Linked DNA regions of Mus musculus: regions 2, 3, 4 and 5 are each linked to region 1. A link is a contact called in public HiChIP or PLAC-seq data. All regions are on one chromosome and are shown on one strand. The core of a region is the stretch at or near the end of the contact, and the rest is flanking DNA. Distances in the headings are between cores, read along the strand shown.

What was found. HiChIP or PLAC-seq counts read pairs in DNA pulled down with a chosen protein or histone mark.
Region 2: a contact with region 1 is called in an H3K4me3 HiChIP or PLAC-seq map of embryonic basal ganglia, with 4 times the contacts expected there. The contact joins two enhancer-like sites. A contact is called at or near these places in 1 of 39 promoter capture datasets (embryonic stem cells), 1 of 15 datasets of contacts at CTCF or cohesin (embryonic stem cells), 5 of 484 Hi-C or Micro-C datasets (bone marrow-derived macrophages, cerebral cortex, embryonic stem cells and 1 more), 20 of 115 datasets of contacts at active chromatin or transcription factors (DN3 thymocytes, Th17 cells, bone marrow-derived macrophages and 16 more) and 1 of 9 other capture datasets (liver).
Region 3: a contact with region 1 is called in an H3K27ac HiChIP or PLAC-seq map of a colorectal cancer cell line, with 15 times the contacts expected there. The contact joins two enhancer-like sites. A contact is called at or near these places in 2 of 15 datasets of contacts at CTCF or cohesin (the NIH/3T3 cell line and large pre-B cells), 2 of 484 Hi-C or Micro-C datasets (the F1.1 cell line and bone marrow-derived macrophages) and 17 of 115 datasets of contacts at active chromatin or transcription factors (bone marrow-derived macrophages, a colorectal cancer cell line, craniofacial prominence and 11 more).
Region 4: a contact with region 1 is called in an H3K4me3 HiChIP or PLAC-seq map of embryonic hindbrain, with 8 times the contacts expected there. The contact joins two enhancer-like sites. A contact is called at or near these places in 14 of 115 datasets of contacts at active chromatin or transcription factors (the NIH/3T3 cell line, craniofacial prominence, differentiating embryonic stem cells and 10 more) and 1 of 9 other capture datasets (embryonic stem cells).
Region 5: an H3K4me3 HiChIP or PLAC-seq map of forebrain shows a contact between it and region 1, with 10 times the contacts expected there. The contact joins two enhancer-like sites. A contact is called at or near these places in 3 of 15 datasets of contacts at CTCF or cohesin (the NIH/3T3 cell line, large pre-B cells and stem cell-derived epiblast-like cells), 14 of 484 Hi-C or Micro-C datasets (the N1E-115 cell line, brain, cerebral cortex and 8 more), 19 of 115 datasets of contacts at active chromatin or transcription factors (SST interneurons, cardiomyocytes, craniofacial prominence and 14 more) and 1 of 9 other capture datasets (embryonic stem cells).

Annotation. Positions count from the first base shown.
Region 1 is chr9:41,949,112-41,953,074 of GRCm38.p6, forward strand. No RefSeq gene overlaps it. Among named protein-coding and RNA genes, the nearest start is that of Gm36227, 32 kb to the left of the region's middle. RefSeq lists an enhancer at 29-3,963. Within about 2 kb of position 1,955, at least 231 of the 459 cell types and tissues checked have an H3K27ac peak or open chromatin away from gene starts, as enhancers often do. A contact at or near this core is called in the N1E-115 cell line, cerebral cortex, a colorectal cancer cell line and 4 more, where this site is marked.
Region 2 is chr9:41,189,009-41,192,971 of GRCm38.p6, forward strand. No RefSeq gene overlaps it. Among named protein-coding and RNA genes, the nearest start is that of 1700063D05Rik, 15 kb to the right of the region's middle. Within about 2 kb of position 2,278, at least 39 of the 459 cell types and tissues checked have an H3K27ac peak or open chromatin away from gene starts, as enhancers often do. A contact at or near this core is called in cerebral cortex, where this site is marked.
Region 3 is chr9:41,255,222-41,259,184 of GRCm38.p6, forward strand. No RefSeq gene overlaps it. Among named protein-coding and RNA genes, the nearest start is that of 1700063D05Rik, 51 kb to the left of the region's middle. Within about 2 kb of position 2,195, at least 11 of the 459 cell types and tissues checked have an H3K27ac peak or open chromatin away from gene starts, as enhancers often do. A contact at or near this core is called in a colorectal cancer cell line and fibro-adipogenic progenitors, where this site is marked.
Region 4 is chr9:41,300,917-41,304,879 of GRCm38.p6, forward strand. No RefSeq gene overlaps it. Among named protein-coding and RNA genes, the nearest start is that of Gm25401, 37 kb to the right of the region's middle. Within about 2 kb of position 2,090, at least 26 of the 459 cell types and tissues checked have an H3K27ac peak or open chromatin away from gene starts, as enhancers often do.
Region 5 is chr9:41,390,347-41,394,309 of GRCm38.p6, forward strand. Mir100hg (Mir100 Mirlet7a-2 Mir125b-1 cluster host gene) reads left to right here. Exons shown (of 5, transcript NR_131928.1): 2 at 2,848-2,953. Among named protein-coding and RNA genes, the nearest start is that of Mir100hg, 16 kb to the left of the region's middle. Within about 2 kb of position 1,770, at least 30 of the 459 cell types and tissues checked have an H3K27ac peak or open chromatin away from gene starts, as enhancers often do. A contact at or near this core is called in the N1E-115 cell line, cerebral cortex, cortical neurons and 2 more, where this site is marked.

The sequences.
Region 1 (3,963 bases), core at 705-3,204:
TTTTTAACCCATTCCCTTTTCACTGTGATGCAAGCAGCTTTGTGTGAGAATCCTTCCTTCCCACATTGATAGGGTCCATTGGAGCCCAAGCTGACCTCCAACTGAACTTCTGATGCTCAGAAATGGAGGGCTCAATGGTTCAAACTGATCGTAAGCAGTCAGAACTGAAAACCTCTGCACAGTCAGATGTTCAAAAGCTGATTCTCAGAAGAAAATCAAGTCAGTGAGTCCCAAGAACACTGGAATTCTTCCACCATCCCAAGGAGTCCTGTTGTCAATACGCCTGCTTCTCCAGCTTAGTTCACTCCCCTGCCCCCGGCTCAGCCCAGGTGGAGCACCATACAGTCTTACCATGCAGAGGCATGTATTTTTCAGAGAGAAAGGAATATCCAGGACACCAAGACCTCAAAACAGTCTGGAGGTGTTCACCCACCATTTTTATTTCCATGCTTGATTCACTGAGCTCAACCACCACTGGGCAGAGAAAAGGGAAGGACAAGATGGCCGCACAGCCAGCCTGCCTGGCAGACTCCGACCCCAGTCAGCCACCACCAGCTAGCTCTCCAAGGGCAGGACCTGAGGCATCTGCCAGATGGGTGCTGGCTTTTGATCAGCACCGAGTTGAGCCAGAGACCTGCTTGAAAGCCGGCAAGCTCCCTGAAATTAGCTAGCAGAAATCTCCCTAGCTTCCTTGACCACATTACTTGAAGAGTTTGAAGACAGATTGGAAAAAAAAATGCATGGATGGGGACCGCACAGTAAAGACCAGACCTTCTTTTCCGAGGACAAGTCATTCCAGCTCAGCCAAGGGAGGCAGGGCACCCTTTCTGCTCTCGTGGGTGGAACTGTGTGTCTTGTGGCCAGATTTAACTATCAGTGCCCCTGCACTCAGCGTGCAGTCTTTTAATCTCATAGGATAACACCTGTAAAACCCGAGACTACTAGAATGGGTCCCCAAGCATCCCTGCCTGGTGTGTGACACGCAAAGGGCTGTTTACAAGACATATGATCATTCCAGCGGGTCCACTCAGCAAGGTCTGCTGGAGGCCTCATCTTTTCAAGAGGTCCTCTGGGGTGTGGGCTGCTATCCTCAGGAAACACAGCTTGCATCCTTAAGGGAGATTCAGAAATCCCCCACAGCTGTTAGGAGGCTGTGTCTGGCCCTGGAAGGAGCAGCCAGGCCAAGGGTTAAACAGAGGCTCAGCGTGTTCTGTGCCTGGCAATAGCAGTCTACATGACTCCAGGCCTCTTGTCTCACAAACCAGTTCAGCTTATTCGCCCCAACCTTCATAAAACCCAGAGGTCCGTCCTAGATCGACAAAGAACTCCAATTCTCCCCAAGCAGGCTTCGTCAAGGTTCAACTGTTGACTCCCGCCTGAATCTCCACGTTCACTCCCTCTGGTCACCCTAGCTGCACGTCTGTTCAGCCCCCCTTTCCTTTGGGGATAAATCAGCGTTTGCGTTTTTTTGTTTTAATTCTTTCAAAGGATGAGGAATGTTGACACTCCTGAAACAAGCCTCTGATGTCTGGTTAGACTTCAGACGGCTGAGTGTGAGCGTACGCTGACGCAATCGGGCCGATTGGGTTAAACCAAATATTACAATCGCAAGAATTCATCTGGAACTAATAATTTTGAGGCCACCGAAAGTAAAAGGGCCCTCTTTGGGCTTGGCCAGTGGCAGAGGCCAGCTCGGGCCAATGCTGCCACCTGCCGTGGGCGCGGGGAACAGGGCGCGCCGCCTCGGCCTTCCTGTTTTGTTCGCGACCCCTATGCACCCACGCAAGGCAGGTTCCTCGCCAGCCAGACCAGGGCTATTTTTAAAACGCTAGCGCCTGTCCCCAGCCCTTAAGGTAAAGATAGCCAGTCTGGCCGCTCACTGTCTTCTCTGAAAAAGGACCTCTTCCCAATTATAGACCCAAGACTGGCTAGCAGGGCACTCGCAGTTGGAGTTCCATTAAGCAAACAACCCCTTGTGCTAAAGAGATCGTGTGTCGCAGGCTCACTTAGAGGAACGCTCATTTAAGGAAGATTGTTTTATTTTGCGGGAGATGAAGGAAACACACAACTCTGGGTTCTGTCGGCACATTGCTGAACTGCAAGTCACGTGCCAGATCCAAAAATGATGAAAACATCTGTTTTTGCTTTAGCCCAGCGAGGCCCCGACGGTGGGGAGGGGCAGGGAAGGGACCGTGGTGGCTTTGCTCATGAGCGCCATCTGCCGAGCCTGCCGGGGAAACGCGTGAGATCCCGGCACAATGCAAGTTGCCGCTCACCCCCGGGGAAAGGAGAGATCAACAGGTGGGGGTCTGTGCCCGGGAGACCACTCTCCTCGGAGGGCAACCCTGGCAGTGCCCTGGGAACTCTGCAACTCTGAGTTGTCTCGGGGTGTTCTCAACAAAGAGATCTTTCCCTGGTGACTGCTCTGGGGCAGAGGAAGAGACCGAGGGTGGCAGCGAATGAATTCTCAGGTTGGAAAGGAAGGCGGTAAGGGGGAGGGGAGGGGCTCTTGGTGTGCAGACAGTAAAATTTGCGGTTCGTGCCGGCTGAAATCTCCCAGAACAAAGAAACCACTTCCCAGCTCCCGCCCTGCACTCCCACCAACCAGCTCTCTTTCCTGCTATGGTTGTGCAGTAGGTCTGAGAATGCTCCAGAGTTCAGAGATACTACTGTCGTCAGGCAGAGCTTGTCCATCCCTTTCTGTGTAACTCGTCCACCCTCAAAAAGCCAGTGGTGGATCCCAGCTCTGAACAGGGACCTCACTGACAGCCATGACATACAACCTTAGCGTTTTGTTCAGTCTTCCCCAAGTTATTCATTGCTTGCCTGCCAAGTGCCTAACACTCCGCACAAGTGTTTGCAAGAAGTATATATGTGTACAAATACGTCAGAGGAAAACGTGTGCGTGTCAGCGTTACACACAATGACAGCTAGGACCTCAGAGGCAGGGAGAAGAGTACAGACTAGGGAGGGATGTAGAATCCACCTTTGGTCTCAGTGAGGAATTCCTTCCCCCAGCCTGCTTCTGCCCTAGCCTCCAGCCCTTACAGATAAGCCATTCTCAGCCTTTCTGGGAACATGGTGTCAAGGGACCATCATTTGCCTCCTGTCACTCCAGGTCAGCCGTGATCCAAGACCCAGGCTCCAGTCTCAGTTGTCTTTTCCTTACCAGATGGAGGTTCTTAGGTGTTACTGGGTAACTGTATGTGCTCCTACGTACCTGCTTTCCACAGGTGACAAGGGGTTAATAGAAAGAGCAAAACACTGGTCAAAAGATGCAGGCTTGCCAGGGGCTCCTGTGTCCCTTGACCGGGCTGGGCTGGTGGGCACATCCTCAGCTCTGGGGCAACATTCCCCAAAGTCTGTCTGTCTGTCTGTACAGTCTGACTGTGTCCTCTAACCTACAAACCGACAGGGTTAAAAAGGAAACTGAGGCTCTGTCTATCGGAGCTGCATCCTTTCCTATCCGTCTTCAAATAAATATAGAAAGCTTGTCCTTTATATGGGTCAGGAACCTGTCTATGATCTAAGGGATTTCAGAAAAAGACTCTTCATTTTTTTTACAGCTAAACACATTTTCTAAGAAGCAAGCCTGTCTGTCCTCCACAGAGCCTGACAGGAGCTATGTCCCCACTGACCATATCTGTTTCCATGGTACCGAGTGAGTTCTTAGATTACTAGGGCCCAAGCTAACCTTCTGAGTCCCTACAGACTCACCTGTCCCCAGCAGCGCTTGGCTCCGGTTCTCTACGACCACCCCATCTCCCCCCACCCCCATTGTCAGGGGCCTCTTTCCAATTCATTTCTTGTTCCAGGCCGTAAAAATGTCAGAACATGAAACTTCCTTTTAGCCTGGCTTAATATCAGTCTAGTATGGAGAGTTTTGATGGATTGTCTTTGTGTTCCAAAGAGGAAACCGTACGCTCACTGTCTCAAATTTCCTTTCTGCTCTCTAGGCCCTCC
Region 2 (3,963 bases), core at 1,028-3,527, 760 kb before region 1:
GGAAGCGGAGAAGGGAGACAGAGAGGCAGGTCTCCCTGGGTGAAGGGGTCTGCTAGATTCTTTTTTGTTTCTGGTTGTATTGTTGGTTCATAAGAAGTCTGTGTGACTGTCCCGTGTGTGTGTGTGTGTGTGTGTGTGTGTGTGTGTGTGCACATGCTTCAGTTCTCTGACCTATATCTCACTCTCCATTTGTTTATTAAATGGTTCCTTCAATAGACATTTCAGGCATTCCGTATATAATTGTGTATGTAACAGGCTTCCTGTCCAGAGTCTAATGACTGAGGGGAGACACAGGCATACAGATCATAGTATAAGACAATGTAGAGACGTGAAAGAGCAATGCACAGACTGTTAGCATATCATAAAGTAAGGCACTGGAGTCTGAGGATACTGAGGGGGCACTTCTCAGACGTACCCTCTGAGCTCCGTCTCCCTCTGTGCGGTTCCCATTGTGAACCAGGTCATTATGCTGGGGCAGTTAGGGAAGGCCACGTCTAGTTGTGTGTTTTGTTTTGTTTTGTTTTGTTTTGTTTTTTAATGCCACTTCAAAATTCAGCAGGTAGACTGAGGTTGTAGGTTGTTTGACAGGATGCTGGCTTAGTATGCACGAAACCCCGGGTTCGAACTCTGACACCACATAAAGCCACACATGATGGCATAATCCTGTAACCCCACAACTTGCAGGGTGGACAGAAGGATTAAGAGTTCAAGGCCATACTTGGCTATAGAGCAGGTTTGAGGCCAGTTGAGTGAGGAGATTATATCTCAGACCAAACCAAACCAAACCAAACCAAACCAAACCAAACCAAACCAAACCAAACCAAACCAAACCAAATGGGTGGAATCAGCTAGTTACTTGTTTATGATTCTGTAGTTTGTACTGTGCTTTGTCAGCGATGGATCATCTGTTCCATGCTGTCTGCTGGGGTAGCTCACCAAAGAGTCCAGGATCCAAGCAGGTCCCACTCTCATGGCTGGTACCTCAGCTGGTCCAGCTATAAAATGCAGGGGCACCCTGGGCCTCCTACCTTCCCTTTATCCTCCAGGATGCTCTGTCTGTATAAAGCCTCTTTGTTTAGACTTCTGCACCGTGGTGGCAGTCATCCAAGAAGATGAAAGTGGAGACTACCAGCCATCGGGAGGTCTGGGGCCAAGTGCAGTAGTGCCATTTGGGAACTTTCTACTGGCACAGCAGGTCACAAGAGCAGTATAGATTAAAGGAAATGAGACACAGCCTCCGTCTGTATGAGTTAACAGGACATAGTTGTATCTCATGTTCTGGATATTGCAACAGGAGACAAAGAATATGGTCAGATTTCTTTCTCAAAAGAGTTAACGTGTCACCACAAAGGAAGTCAGACACACACATTGAGCAGAGTCGGATCAATCCCTGAGCTCTGGAGCCTGCTTCGTTAGGAAGGGGCGTGTGCAACTTAAGGAGAATTCCTGGTTGCTCAATATTAACTTGCAGTGAGACAGGACCCACCTTTGGAATGCTGTGTCTCCCTCCTTGGAGAACTTGAACTCAGAGCACAAAAATAAACCAAAACCAAACAGAGGGATGTTTATGCAGCAAGGGATACAAGCTTCTCTCTGCCAGTTTTTAATAATGGCTAGTTAGTAATATGCATGTTTGTGTATGTGTATGTGTGTACGTGTATATATATATATGCATGCATCTGTGAATTCATGCATGCATGCATGTTTAAGTATCAGTGTTCATGTATGTATGCATGTGTATATGTATGTATAAGGATGTATGTATTTGTGCATATATGTATGTATACTTGTATGTATGTTTTCTTGATATTGGGTCTTACCCTATGCCAGACCCAAGCTTTCTTGGAACTCACTATATATGTAGCCTGGGCTAGCCCTTGACCTTGTTGTAGTCTGCCTTCAACCTCTCAGATACTAGGATTACACATGTGAGTCACCCTGCTCAGCTTGTTTAAGGAAGTGTGTGTGTGTGTGTGTGTGTGTGTGTGTGTGTTTCCAGGCTCTTTTCATCTGGTAGCAAAGTCGCAGCAGGGTGGCTAATTTTCTTGGAAGGCAGCTCGGCCAGCCATTATACCTCCACTCTAGAATCCATCTTCTTTTTACAGTAGCTGCTGTAAGATGTGATGTCTGAGCAGGCCTGATAGACCACTTTACAGTAAATAGCCTCCTGTCTTAACATCTGCGGGGAACAATCTCCAGCAACCTTCTTTCCTACCAAAGAGCAAGAGTGTTTTGTCTTACATTGGCTCGCACCGTGCTCTGAGCGCCTCCTTGTGGCCAGATACAGGCACTGCCTCTCTGGAAGCTCAGCCTTAGATTCCTCTCCCTGTGCACAGAGTGTTGGAGGCCTATACAAAAAAGAACAGTCTGTTTGCCAAAGGAATGTGTCTGTGCAACACATATATCTCAGCACGATGCTGCACGGAGAGGAAAACCTTGCGGCTGCCAGCTCACAAAGCTCACAGCTCAGCATCCCTCCCTTCCAGCACCAGCCGCTATGCCTACTCCAATCACAGTAAAAACATATATTTTTTTTCTTTTGGAAGGAGTAAAAGTATAAACCGGCAGAAAAAGCTCGTGGATCTAAGAGCTGATTTGCATTTGAGGGACAGATTTAAAAAAAATACTGTCACTGTAGACCTCAGGGTGTCAGAAACCCTGGAGAGAATTTTTTTAACATTGTTTAGTTTTTGAGAGGGACTCTCACGAAGTCTGGCCTCCAGCTATCTGTGCTGTCAAGGATGACCTGAATTCTGATCGTCCTTCCTTCACCTCCCAGCAGTGCTGGGGTCACAGGTGTGTGGCATCACACCTGGCTTATGAGGGACTGAAGATTGAGCCCAGGACGTCACGAGGGCTAGGCAAGCACTGTCAATGATGCCACATCCACAGATCTCAAATACAGTCCCATAAACTGGCTCCCAGGAGGAGGAATGTCTCCGAGTGCAGGACGTACACAAAGAGACTCTGAGGAAGGAGCAGACAGCATTTGCATCTTGTTTTTCAGTTTCACAGAGCCATTAACACCCCCTCCACCCCCAGCAACTGTGACTCATATGTTCGCGGCAGTACTATCCAGAATGTATTGTTAGGTTTAAAAACATGTAAAAAAATTTTTTCAAGTAATTCACTTCTATTTTATGTTACAAAAACATTAGCTTATGGTCCTCTGGTGGAGCCGGGGAACTGGCTATTTTCCTGGACAGCCACCTGGAAGACCCCTGCTCCATTCAACTTTGGGATATCTTGGAAACATATATGACACACATCTTTCTCTTTTTAAAATTATTTTATTGCAAAGGCTAAACAAGAAAAAGGGGAAATACATTGTAAAATCCAATTAGTGCAGCATTACTTTAAATCAAAGTCACATTTTCATTTAAGACTCTAGCGAGCCTTAGCTTAGCTGGGGACCCCCTGAGTGAACCACACAGAGCTGGGAATCGATGCAGAAAGCAAGAGGAGTTGATTGTTCCAGCACTTTGGGGCCGCCCTACACCCAAAGAAGAGATGGTGACCCTTCTCCCCCACCCTCCAAGCCTGTTTGGTGAGTCTTTCTACAGTTTTACAGAGCAGTAGCCATTAGGCACAATGTGATTGGCAGGAGAGTGTGAGTTTTAAATTGATTGGTCTCTGGGGAATGAGGAGGCACGATCTGTCCTGTGGAGTGTGTTTACCTGGTCTAGGCCTCCCCCACCTGCAGAACTGTTTCTGAGTGCTGGGTGCAGGACCCACAGCTTCACTTGTACTGAGAGCTTCAGCACTGCCCCACATCCCTAGCCTGAGAGAAGCCTCAGGCCTATGTTAAAGAGATGGCCAAACCCATGGCTGAACTTGAGCTGAGATCTATAATGGATCTGCAGGAGGCTGCCCAGACCTTTCTCCCTCCCAACGTGCTGAGTGTCCCTTTTGACAACAACTAGAAAAGAGTGAAGTCTTTCATGGTGTTTGCAAGTTTGCAGC
Region 3 (3,963 bases), core at 945-3,444, 690 kb before region 1:
AAAGAAGAAAAAGAAAAAAGAATCAGATTGCTTAGATGGATTTAGCGATGTGCCGAGGTTGACTCACAAAGGCCCCCAAGAGCCACCATGTCTGTTAAGGTTTAGGAAGTTTGCCCATCAGTTACTAAATGTGGCCATTCTTACAACTTAGATTGTGTATACTCACAGTGTTACAAATTATATTAAAACAAAAATGATAGGACTGGTACGTTGGCTCAGAAGGAACGTGCTACCGAGTCTGGTGAACTGAGTTTGACCCCTAGAACTCACATGATGGAAAGAGAGAACTGAGTCCCACAGGTTGCCTTCCGACTTCCATAGGTGTCATACATGCAAGTGCATGTGTACACACGTGCATATGCACGTGCACACACATGCACACACCCAGACACACAAGTAATAATTGTCCATCCAGTGTCCTCTTCTGTTTATTTTACTACATTTCAATATTCCCCATATGCTTGAAGTTGCTTCTACACTGTAATGTAGATATTGCTCAAGTCTCCCCAAATCCGTCTTCAGAAGCAATCTCATTGGTGGTTAGAAACTAGCTATTCTGGGCCACAAGGTAGCACGCCAGGCTCACGGGGAGGCTTGCATGCAGGGGGTTATGCTGTGGCCAAGCAGCTCAGACCTGCAGCTCGAGTACTGTCTGCAGTAAGCTGTAGGTAAGTTATTTTCCATATCATTGTCATACTGTGTGCACAGGCTTAACAGCCTACAGGGATAACCACACATATGGCTCAGGGTGGATGCAGGTTTATACACCAGAAGGGCTGTGCAGGGATGGGTGCTTGGAGCTGGTGTGCTCTCACTGTAGACATGAGGACGAGAGTTTGGCAGAAATCTATGAATGAACTCATGCTAAGAACCGGCTTCTACACAAACCTTATGATAAAGAGTGTTATATTTATATTGTATGAAACAATAGACTTACATAGTATTGGTAGTATTATATCATTATTTGTAAATAGTTCACTATACTATAGCCCAAATATGTCAGTAACATTTTGCTAGATACTTATTTTATATCATCTACCTTATCATTCTCTTATCTATCTATCTATCTATCTATCTATCTATCTATCTATCTATCTATCTATCTATCTATCTATCTATCTATCATCTATCTATCCATCATCTATCTATCTATCTATCTATCTATCTATCTATCTATCTATCTATCTATCTATCTATCTATTTATCTATCTATCTATCTCCACCTACTCATCTAAATAAAAATATTTAAAAAATCTGTTAACATTTATCAGGACACTGCCAGATGCCTTTCATTACAGAGTTTCTTATCCACAAGGTTACCTGGGGTTAGGTGACAGAATGAAGAAAAAAAAAGCAGACAGAACATCTCAGTGAGTCCTATACTGTGAGTGTTGCAGACGTGAAGTGAAAAAGAGGAATTCATACATGATTCAGGGACTCAGTGCAAGACAATGTAAGCCCATTAGTATGTTGGAAGGCAGTCTGAGGTGTACATATTTCCTACCTTTAATTTCCCACCACAGATGTGAATCCCTGAGAATTAACACAGGCACTATCCCAGAATCTCGAGTTGCCCAGAGCAGCAGCTATGGGGAGGATCAAGGGATTAGAAAAGAAAGCAGCGTCCCCTTGGTTTTCTCTTTCTCTTTCCTGCAAAGTATCTAATTTACTTGTTAGAGCCAACCACACATTGTTCGTCCACACTGTCTATTTTTTTAGTCTTAATTGATACTAATTAAAATCAAAATAAAATTACGGCTGTAACACTTGGCTGGGGATTTGATCTGCTGCCAGCATGCCTGAAACCAATGCAAGTTACTATATAAACACTCCCGTGTTGAAACTCCAGGTATTTTAAAAGCGAATCTCTCTCTCCCCCCCCCCTCTCTCTCTCTCTCTCTCTCACACACACACACACACACACATGGCATGCTTATTCTCTAACTCTTTCCCAGATTCTATTCTGGAACATAACAAAAACAAAGTTTAACTTTTTTATTGAGGTGTATAGAGCTTTCATTCATTTATAATCAAAAGGTAAACTTGGTGAATATGAATGGACATAGATAGAGATCTAGGATCAGGAAACCAACTGTCTCTCATGTGGTGCTAATGAGGCCAGGCTCCTGGGTTCTGCATTCTCATAAGCTGGTTATCTGGATGGAAACCCTGATTCACAATTATGGGTGGAGACAACGGGTGGAGGTGCTTGCAGCTATGACAGTAACTCATTTGGGGATAGGGAAAGATTGTCTGAATGACTCACAGTGAACTGGTTCTTGCCATTCCAGGAAGATAACTCAGAGGTCTTTTTTTGGAGTCCAATTCTTAACTATCTCCTTTGGTGTGCTATTACACAACTGGAGATAGCTATCAATTGGATAATGCTATAGCCTAAATCTTACCTAAAGAAGATAGGTGGAAGTGCCAAGAGGTCATGAGCTAAAAAAGAGATATTCAGAGTTAGATGTTGGTGTTCAACCACAGTGTAATAACCCCCACGCCATGTTAGATAAAATGCGAAATCCCTCGTATTTATATGCTCTTACATAATCTTCGTAACAGTTGATAAGGTTGGAGATGCTAAGAGTGTTGTTATCAGTTGCCATCTGTAGCCTATTATGGAGATTTCCATACTTGGCTGTAATCTACCTACATGATGTTTCCTATAATGTATCTTAAAAGTGTCCTGACTCATGATTTTCTTTATTTTATTACTATATAAACTTGTCAAAATGGTCCTAACACTGGAATGTGGTGTTTTGAAGCAACCTGAATCTCTATTCCTGAGCCATGCTCACTCTTTCCTCCTCTGGAATAAGCTATCTCTCATTCACTTACGTGGTTGCCTGGGCGTCATAATATGATCTAATGATAAGTGGTAGAATAGCATTTCCATGTGATCTTCTAAAGCTATTATTATTACTATTTTTGAGAACTTCATACGTGAGTTTATTTGTGTCATTTCTACCTTATACTCTCCCTCCTCCAACTCCAATATATGTATGTGTATATGTAAACACAGCCAGCTGCATACATTTAGTGTTTCTGATATGCATATGTGTTTAGTGCTCATCACTTGAGATTTGATAACCTGTCAGGGGGTTCATTGTTGGAAAACACTGATTCTTTTCCTCTCACCAGCCATCAATCACTTATAGCTCTTTATCTAGGGGTGGAGCCTTGTGAGATTTCCCTGGTTCACACTGGCATGTCAACCGGTATTGTCATCATTCAGGTCTTGCTTAAATCAACTATCATTAATATTTCAACTTCCCTGTCATGTATAGAAGACACTCTTTGGTAGCAGATATCCTGATCCCCTGGCTTTTACAACCTTTTGCTCCCTCTTCCATGATGCTCCATGAGCCTTAGGTATAGAAACTGTACTGTAGATGTTAACAGCTGCAGGGGGAAATTGGCATATTGAGGAATTGTGGGATGTGCAATAGTCTCCATCTGCTACAGAAAGGAGCTTCTTTGATGGGGGAGTGAAGGGGTAAAATGTGCTCTCATCTGTGACCTATAAGGACAGGTATTTAGAATGCAGTGGGGAATTATACTGATTGGGGAATTATACTGATTTCGGAAAGCAGAGGAGCTAGGTTCTTCTCTGGGGTCCATGACTTTACCAGCCTCAGGTAGTTGGCTATGTTTATAGTACCAGACACAAATTCCCACCTATTAAGAGGTATTTATGTCTGGTTAGGTGGCTGTTTGTTACTACCAAGATTTAAGTGCTATTGGCATATACTTGGGTATGACTCCCAAACAATAAAGACTATCGCTCTTGGTTGCCTCCAGGAACTTGCAGAAGTCACCACACGTTGGACAAATGATTTAAAGGGCTGGAACTGGTCTGGAAGCTTCCAACTTGAGGACTGGCTTTCCTAGCATCTGAAAGGGCTGAAAGAACTTCCAAGGGAGGAAAGCAATTAATATTCCTATTTAGCCGTAAAGCCC
Region 4 (3,963 bases), core at 840-3,339, 650 kb before region 1:
CTCCCATTGATGACGAACTAGGCCAACCTCTGCTACATATGCAGCTAGAGCCACGAGTCTCACCATGTGTTTTCTTTGGTTGGTGGTTTAGTCCCAGGGAGTTCTGGGGGTACTGGTTAGTTCATATTGTTGTTCCTCCTATGGGGATGCAAACTCCTTCAGTCTCTTGGGTGCTTTTTCTAGCTCCTTCTTTGGGGGACCCTCTGCTCTGTCCAATGGATGGCTGTGAACATCCACTTCTTTATTTGTCAGGCACTGGCAGAGCCTCACAAGAGACAGCTATATCAGGCTCCTGTCAGCAAGCTTTTGTTGGCATCCACAATAGTGTCTGGTTTTGGTGGTTGTTTATGGGATGGATCCCAGGGTGGGGCAGTCTCTGGATGGTCATTCCTTCAGTCTCTGCTTCATACTTTGTCTTTGTAACTCCTTCCATGGGTATTTTGTTCCCCCTTCTAAGAAGGATTGAAGTATCCACACTTTGGTCTTCCTTCTTATTGAGTTTCATGTGTTTTGCAAATTGTATCTTGGGTATTCTGAGCTTCTGGGCTAATATCCACTTATCAGCGAGTGCATATCATGTGTGTTCTTTTGTGATTGGGTTGCCTCACTAAGGATGATATCCTCCAGGTCCATCCATTTGTCTAAGAAGTTCATAAATTCATTGTTTTTAATAGCTGAGTAGTACTCCATTGTGTAAATGTACCACATTTTCTGTATCCGTTCTTTTGTTGAGGGACACCTGGGTTCTTTCTAGTTTCTGGCTGTTATAAATAAGGCTGCTGTGAACATAGTAGAGCATGTGTCCTTATTACATGTTGGAACATCTTCTGGGCATATGCCCAATATTTTGAGCATGGTCTGTTTTTCACATCATAAGACTTCCCATGGTTACAGAAAGGACGAGTGAACTGAGCCTCAAGGGTGCCTCAAGATCCTCAAGGATCATCTTTTTTAATCCCCTTCTCTATGGTGCAGGGGATTAAAATCCACATGAGCCCTGCCTTACAGCCAAGGCCAGTTCATCTGGTAGTCACTACAAAAATTATGTGTGTGTGCATATGAGTACACGCATACACGTACATGTACACTTACATAAACATATATACACACATCATATACATTACACCATACATATGCATTATATATATGCATATTCATACACACATATGCATATAGACATAAATATATGTCATATACATATACATACATTATGGCTGTACTTCTCATGGTTGATAGATCTATAGAGTTTCTCAAAAATACCAATGACTCCTTAACAAATACATTTTTCTTTCCATAATTTAGAGTGTGCTCTGGACACCTTGGTAAGATAGCTCTGACATCTTATATCCCAGTGCACTTAATGATAAGGAACAGATATCCTAAGAGAGCTCAGTGAGACACACTGGACTTTGCTGAGCCAGGAAAGAGAGGAGGAAAGCCTTCGACCTCTTCGACCAGGGTTATTTGGCTGAGAGGATGATCAGTAAATCACCCAGAGAGGAAAATGATCCCGGTCAGACTGGAGCAGAGACCCAATCAGTGGGTAAAGCAAGGTTATCTAGGTTGACATGGGTGCTGCCTTGGTAATCAGTAAAAGCACAGATCATTTCCTCGGCATTTCTTGCCTATTCATTTGACTATGAAGATAGAGAATCCAACAAAGAGCCTAAGGCATAAATCTGTGAAAATCATGCATATTTCTAATTCCTCTAAGGATGTAGTCTTGTTTTCTCTCCTTCTATCTTTGATGAGTACAAAGCACCTTGGGGTATTTTTGTGAGTTCTTTGTGTAGAGAGGTGGCCCAGCCCCCTGATGAAAATAGACTTCCTTCTTTGCTCCTCTTGCCATTCTGTCTCTCCTGTCAACACCCCTCACCCTCCATTTGCAAAATTCCAGTGTGTGTGTGTGTGTGTGTGTGTGTGTGTGTGTGTGTGTGTGTGTGTGTGTGTTTGTGTGTAGGGATCAGGCCAAAATTCTATCCCTGTCGAGTGAATAGGGAGCTGGAAAAGTCACTTTCTACATCCTAGGGTGTTCACAAACCATCCTACCCTCTGATTGGCTGAGTCAGTTCTGAGCACGGACCCTGAGCTGCATCCTATTGCCCAGCTATGCATGGGCAGCAATGGTCCCTAATACCAGTTATCAGAGTTCAGCCTGCAGCTATATTTGAGGTGGAGCAATCCTCCTGACTTGGAATAATTGCCTTCTGAGGAAATATGGCCAAAATGCAAAATAATTAGGAAGAGGTCTCTTCAATTCCGTAACTCTTGGTTCTTTTTCTCCCGCCCTTCCATGGCCAGGGCTGGAATCCCTTCCAACTGGAACAGGGAACCTGCCTCGTTTCTGAGCCAAGGCAGAGTTAAATAAGCCATTGTGCCATGTGCTCATGGGTAATTAGGCATGAAAAGAATCTGCAGTCTCTCCCTCCATTGTTCCTCACAAGCTGTCCTTTTGCCATGTGCCCAAGCCCCCAGGTCTCAGTTCTGGCACTCGTACAGAGATATGGATGTCGTCGTCATGGCAACTGCTCCTGTGCTAAGCAACTTTATAGTCTAATATTATTAAGGGGGCAGGGGTCAAAAGCCAGTGAGAGACTTTGTTTCTGAAGCCCATGGTAATTGTATCTGGGATGGGGCAGCAGTGAGAGCTCATGGGAGAAGGGGGGAAACTCAGCGACCCACAGCTACCCTCAAGAACACCTGTGAGGCAGACATGACAAAATCATAGAGTCAGTACACTCTCTTCCAAAGGCTCCCACCGTCCTCTCCCATGTCCCCCTCTGAGTGTTACTGTATTCCTTCAGGTGCCTGGCACCCTGCTGCTCCATCCTGGGAAAGATCTACCTCTAGTAGATTCCATTTGACTGTGGAGTCTGGTCACTGTGTTTCTATCCACATGTGTGTTTCCGGCTGAACAACAGGGAGTGGTGGAAATAGGCAGAGGAAAAGTTCTCTGTTCCCGGAAGCTTAAAGGAGCAGTGATGCTGCCTTTTGTGTTTTTAGTGTCTTACTCTAGGAAATGTCAAACATTCACACGAGTAAGGAAAAAAAATGAGCTCCATATAACCCATTACCCTAGTTGTATTCTTGTGTGTGTGCACATGTGTGTTTACATGTGTGTGGGTACTTGTGTGTGAGCACATGTGTGCATGCATGCATGCATGTGGAAATTAAAGTGGTCTCCTTAATTGTTCGCAGGTTCTCTCATTTGAACCAGAGCTTGCTGGTTTGGCTAATCACTAGCTCGCTCTGGGGATTCCCTATCTCTACCTCTCCATGACCCATGCAACCTCCTGTATTTTCTACAGTCATTTGCCTTGCTTGCATTAAACATGGAGCAGAAAGAATCCTTCAGACTCTTGTTTCTTCCATCTCAACCCCAGGCAGGGGTTAATATTTCCTTAGTGCTGATGCAAAGGAAGGCATGATGGATGGTGCGGAAGCATATGCCCGGCACGCCTCATGAGATGCTACATACACCGCTGTCCTGCCCTAGTCTGAAGACATAGCAGTGCATGGGGCTCCCTCACACCAAATGCACTCAGGTCCAAAGCCAGCTGATCTCCTGGACATTCTAATGTTATCTGTGCTTCTGCTCCCTGGTTCTTATAGGACTAGATTCATACACTTTATCAAGTGATCTCTGCCGAGATAGCAAATTCTTTCCCAGTGTTGAATGAGAGGCAGCTTCGGAAACTGCTCTTGGTCTTAGAGTAAGGAGATGACTTTCCATATCAAGTGGCTCAGCATAATTCCAGGCATGCTGATAAAGTCCCCATAATGCTCTCATTTTAAAGTTTCTACAAGTACCTCAGCCTCCTCTGCAATCAGCCCCGGTCTTCCTTGGCTGGGATTAGAGGGCTATGCAGCCCATAAAACTTCATTAGAAGAAACAGAATCAATTTGTTCATTAATGATTTATTTTTATGTGTTCATTAGTTTTATGAATTATGAGGTTTGTAT
Region 5 (3,963 bases), core at 520-3,019, 560 kb before region 1:
TTGTTAGCCATGGCTGTGTCACCACCATGTGGAGCCAGATGGCTCATCTGGTCCCTTCAGCCTGAGCTGCTGGAGGCAGTGAAGCCCTACTATGCATATATACCAATCTGCCATGTGGAGTCTCATCTTACCTGGTTCTTGCTAACCTGGTCTATTGGGTTCAGTTTCACCCCGACCTTCTATGTTTGGTCTTTCTGCATATTTTTGGAGATGACCACAAATGCACTTTACCCACAGCATCCTCTCCCCACTTTCAAAGCAAAATTGAAAACAGATTCTTGCATGTGCCAGGCAGAGAAGCAGTCTACCATTGAGTTAACAGCTTCCTTCCCCCACTCTCCAGACTTCTCATGTATCCGCTTATCCTATACTGCTCACAGTTGTGTCAGGGTGTGTGTGTGTGTGTGTGTGTGTGTGTGTGTGTGTGTGTGTGTGTGTGTGTGTGCATGTGCATGTATATGTATGTGTATACATATGTATATTTATAGCAGTCATCTTAAACACATATTTTTTCTTTAAAATCTTTTACTTCTAAAACTAGCATATAAAGAAATTAATTTTCTTGGGTGTGTGGGTCTATGATTTTAATTCCTGTTTGGAATCATCACTCATAGCAGAACATTTGCCATCCTAAATGTTTTCCCATACCACTGCTTTGTACTCACATACCTCTGCCATGTCCTGTCTTTAGAGCCCCAAGTTTGCTGAGAGTAGTGTATTAACGGAATTAGAAGGTGACACTTGGCAGGGAGTGGGGGTGGGGTGGGTGGATGGCGTCCTCCACTCAATACAATGTCCTTTAGGCTCATCCGTATTGCTCTGTCAGTAACTCTTTTCATTATTATTCGATCAGATCCTTACTATGCCATCCACATCAGTGTTGAACTAGCATTAATCCCCTGTCTCAGCATCTTGAGTGTTGGGATTACAGTCATAAGTTACCACATCCTCATCCAGCTAGAACTTCCTCGCTTTTGTAGCTCCATAGTGTTCCGCATGTAACAACACTGTTCTTGGTCTTCCATTCGTGGATTACGGGGCATTCTGATTCCTTCCAGCTTGGAGTGACTGGAAATAAGATTGCGATAATATCCCTCTGCTTATATCTGTGTTAATATAAGTTAGTTGTTTTCCTCTACAGTAAATGACTGTAAGCGTACCTCTTAGTTTGGATCACGTCCCCCTTTTTGAACTTGAGTGTGCTCCACCCCTTGGTCTGCTCTCAGACTAAGACCCTCGCCTTTCCTTATGGATGAGCAGACCTTGTGGATCTGCTCCTTCTCATATCTTCCATCCCACAGCCTTTCCTTTGTAAACGAGGAACTCCCAGAGCACAATTTGAGTGGAGCCCATTTTAATTCATCTAAATGTTCTCAGCTCCGTGTTTGTTGTGGCTTGGATTATTGCACCAGTAACGTAGTACCCTCTGCTGGCTGGTTCACAATGCTGGCTCTATGCCTGTGATTTAAACAAAACAAAACAAAACCCTATAGGTGGAATGGAAACAAGCAAAAGGAATGGGGTGGGGGAGGAGGGGAGAGAAGGCGGAGCTGTGAGACCTCCCATAGAAATAGCAGCCTGACAAGTACACTTCATTTATTTGATGCTACACATATAGATAAATGTTGCAATATTTTTATGGAACCTTACAATATTGTCTTCTCAATTGTAGGCAAAGATGGGCTGTCTGGAAAGCTGGACCCAGCCTGGAGCCTGCCACCCAGATTGCTATTTTGTGAAACCTTCTGCATACAAATGACTCAGATCCAAACATTCAAAAATGATCTCGGAGGGCCATCTGGTTCTCACTGGTTCTAAAAGCTTCATTCAGCCCAGGGTGTGGATCCGGTTCAAAAGATAGAAAGAGCTTTTCACAGAGAAAGGTCTAATGTGTTCCACTGACCAAAGCTGCAAGCTAGCTTTTAAAACCAGCCAGCCATGGTGCTCTGAGGGCTAGTGGATGATGACTTTCATAGGTCAGTGGAAGTCTGATAAATATTTAATTGATGATGTGTTTGTATAGTGGTTTGAACACACACACACACACACACACACAGATGCAATTTTGTATCATCAAGAAACATGTGTTAATTTGTTTGGGTGTCTGAATGAGTCCGTGATTTAGACTGAACCAGCATGTCAGGCAGGCCATGAGGTCTACCAGAGCCGTGTAATCTTTGCGATGTGTCATTTTTAATTCGTGAAGACAATACAGTCAACCTTGCAGTCCAGATGCTGGTGTTGATCGCCTTTGCTGTTTGCATGGCCTGGCTGCTTGCCTTCCTGATCAAAGGAAGGTTTGTGTCCTCTGAAGCCAGGGGATAGGGAATGCTCCTTTGGGAGGCTCACAGCACGAACAGAAGTGGGAGCTTGTGTGATCTCAGCCTCAGCTTTGGGCTACACCCAAGTTCGGAGATGAGGCATCGGGGAATAGCAAGTGAAGTGTGTATAGTCTCGGGTGGGACACTTGCTTTCCTTCTCATTCCTGTGGGTTTCACTGTCTCATCTGACAGTAATGTTCAGGGAGAAATGTGTGTTTCCATTAATGCAGTCACACCAGCCCAAAATGTCTCATATGTTGTGGTCTTGAAAACTTTTTGTTAATGGCTTCCCATACTCTAGGATGAAGAGTTCAGGCAGAGGTTGCTGGCTCCCTAAACCCAGTACAGCACTCAAAGAAGTATATTCAAGTAAAGAAGATATTCAAGGGAGTTTGTTAAATACTGGGGACAAAACCCAGCTTGTTAAGGGCACCCACGTGTGAGATGACATGGGTGAATGTTGGGACCGTGGTGCAGTCATTGTACCCCTACTCCAGGTAACTCAGCTTTCTCTGTTCACTCTTAGTGAATCCTGCAATGGACTGACCTCATCTTCCCGAGGCTGTGATGTTTCAGGAGAGTTTCACTATTGCTGACCAACTGAGACCACCAGGAGCTCCTAAGTGCAAAGAGTAAGTGTTTTCTCCAACAAGATAATGTTTCCAAAACCAAACAACTTCAGTTGACCTTATTCACCATGTCTCTTCCAGGAGACAGGAATCCTTTCTGCAACCAGAGGCTATTACGAGTGTAAGTCAAATAATAATTTTTCCATCTTCATAATCACCACAGTAGTTTCATGAACTTTGACTACCATTGAGGATCCCAGATAACTCTTTGAATTAAAAGGATAACTTTTGTATGCTATTTATTTATTTCCCCCAGGGATGCTCAGTAGGCTGTTTGGGCATTTGTGCTGATCCCTCTGCTATTGTTACACCTGGCTCGGAGTTCCTTCATCATGGGACCCGTGCACTCGGGCCTGTGGTGATGACAATACCTTTTCAGGAAGACTGTGTCTTTCATCTACACAAACCTAAAACCCTGCCTGACCACTAGGGAAGGAAGTATTGAGTGGAGTGTTAGGCACATCAGTCTCATGGCCTTGGGGAAGCTATTCACTTCTTTGAACCTCTCTCTATTTTCTGTATAAAGTGAGAGGGGGAGGTTTGAATAAGTACTTCCTTCCACTTCCAAGATCACAGAAACTTAAGGGCTGGGTGATAGGTCAAGTTTAAGAAGAGTAAAAATTCAACCATCTCTGGGAAGAACCAAATCTAGGACTCAACACAATTTGGCTTCTTAAAGGAACCTTCCTACTTCCAAGAATGATGGAGAGCTACATGGAGAGAAGTCTATGACTTGGCATTCTGAGTTACGATCTTCACCCCCCCCCCATAAGGGCTGGTGGAGGTCGAAAGCAGAATACAATTACCATTGTACTTGCTGTTGCTATTAAGTTGGAGACATTGAACTTTAAGCCACTCCAGAGCAAATTGTCTTGTACATGGACACAGAATAGTTGAAAACAAGAGAACTCACTCCTGTTATAGTTTCTATCCTGAGTGTCTTCCAAAGGTCTGTGTGCTAATGGCTGGCCTGGCAGCCTGTGGTCCTACTGGGAGGAGATAGAACCTTTAGG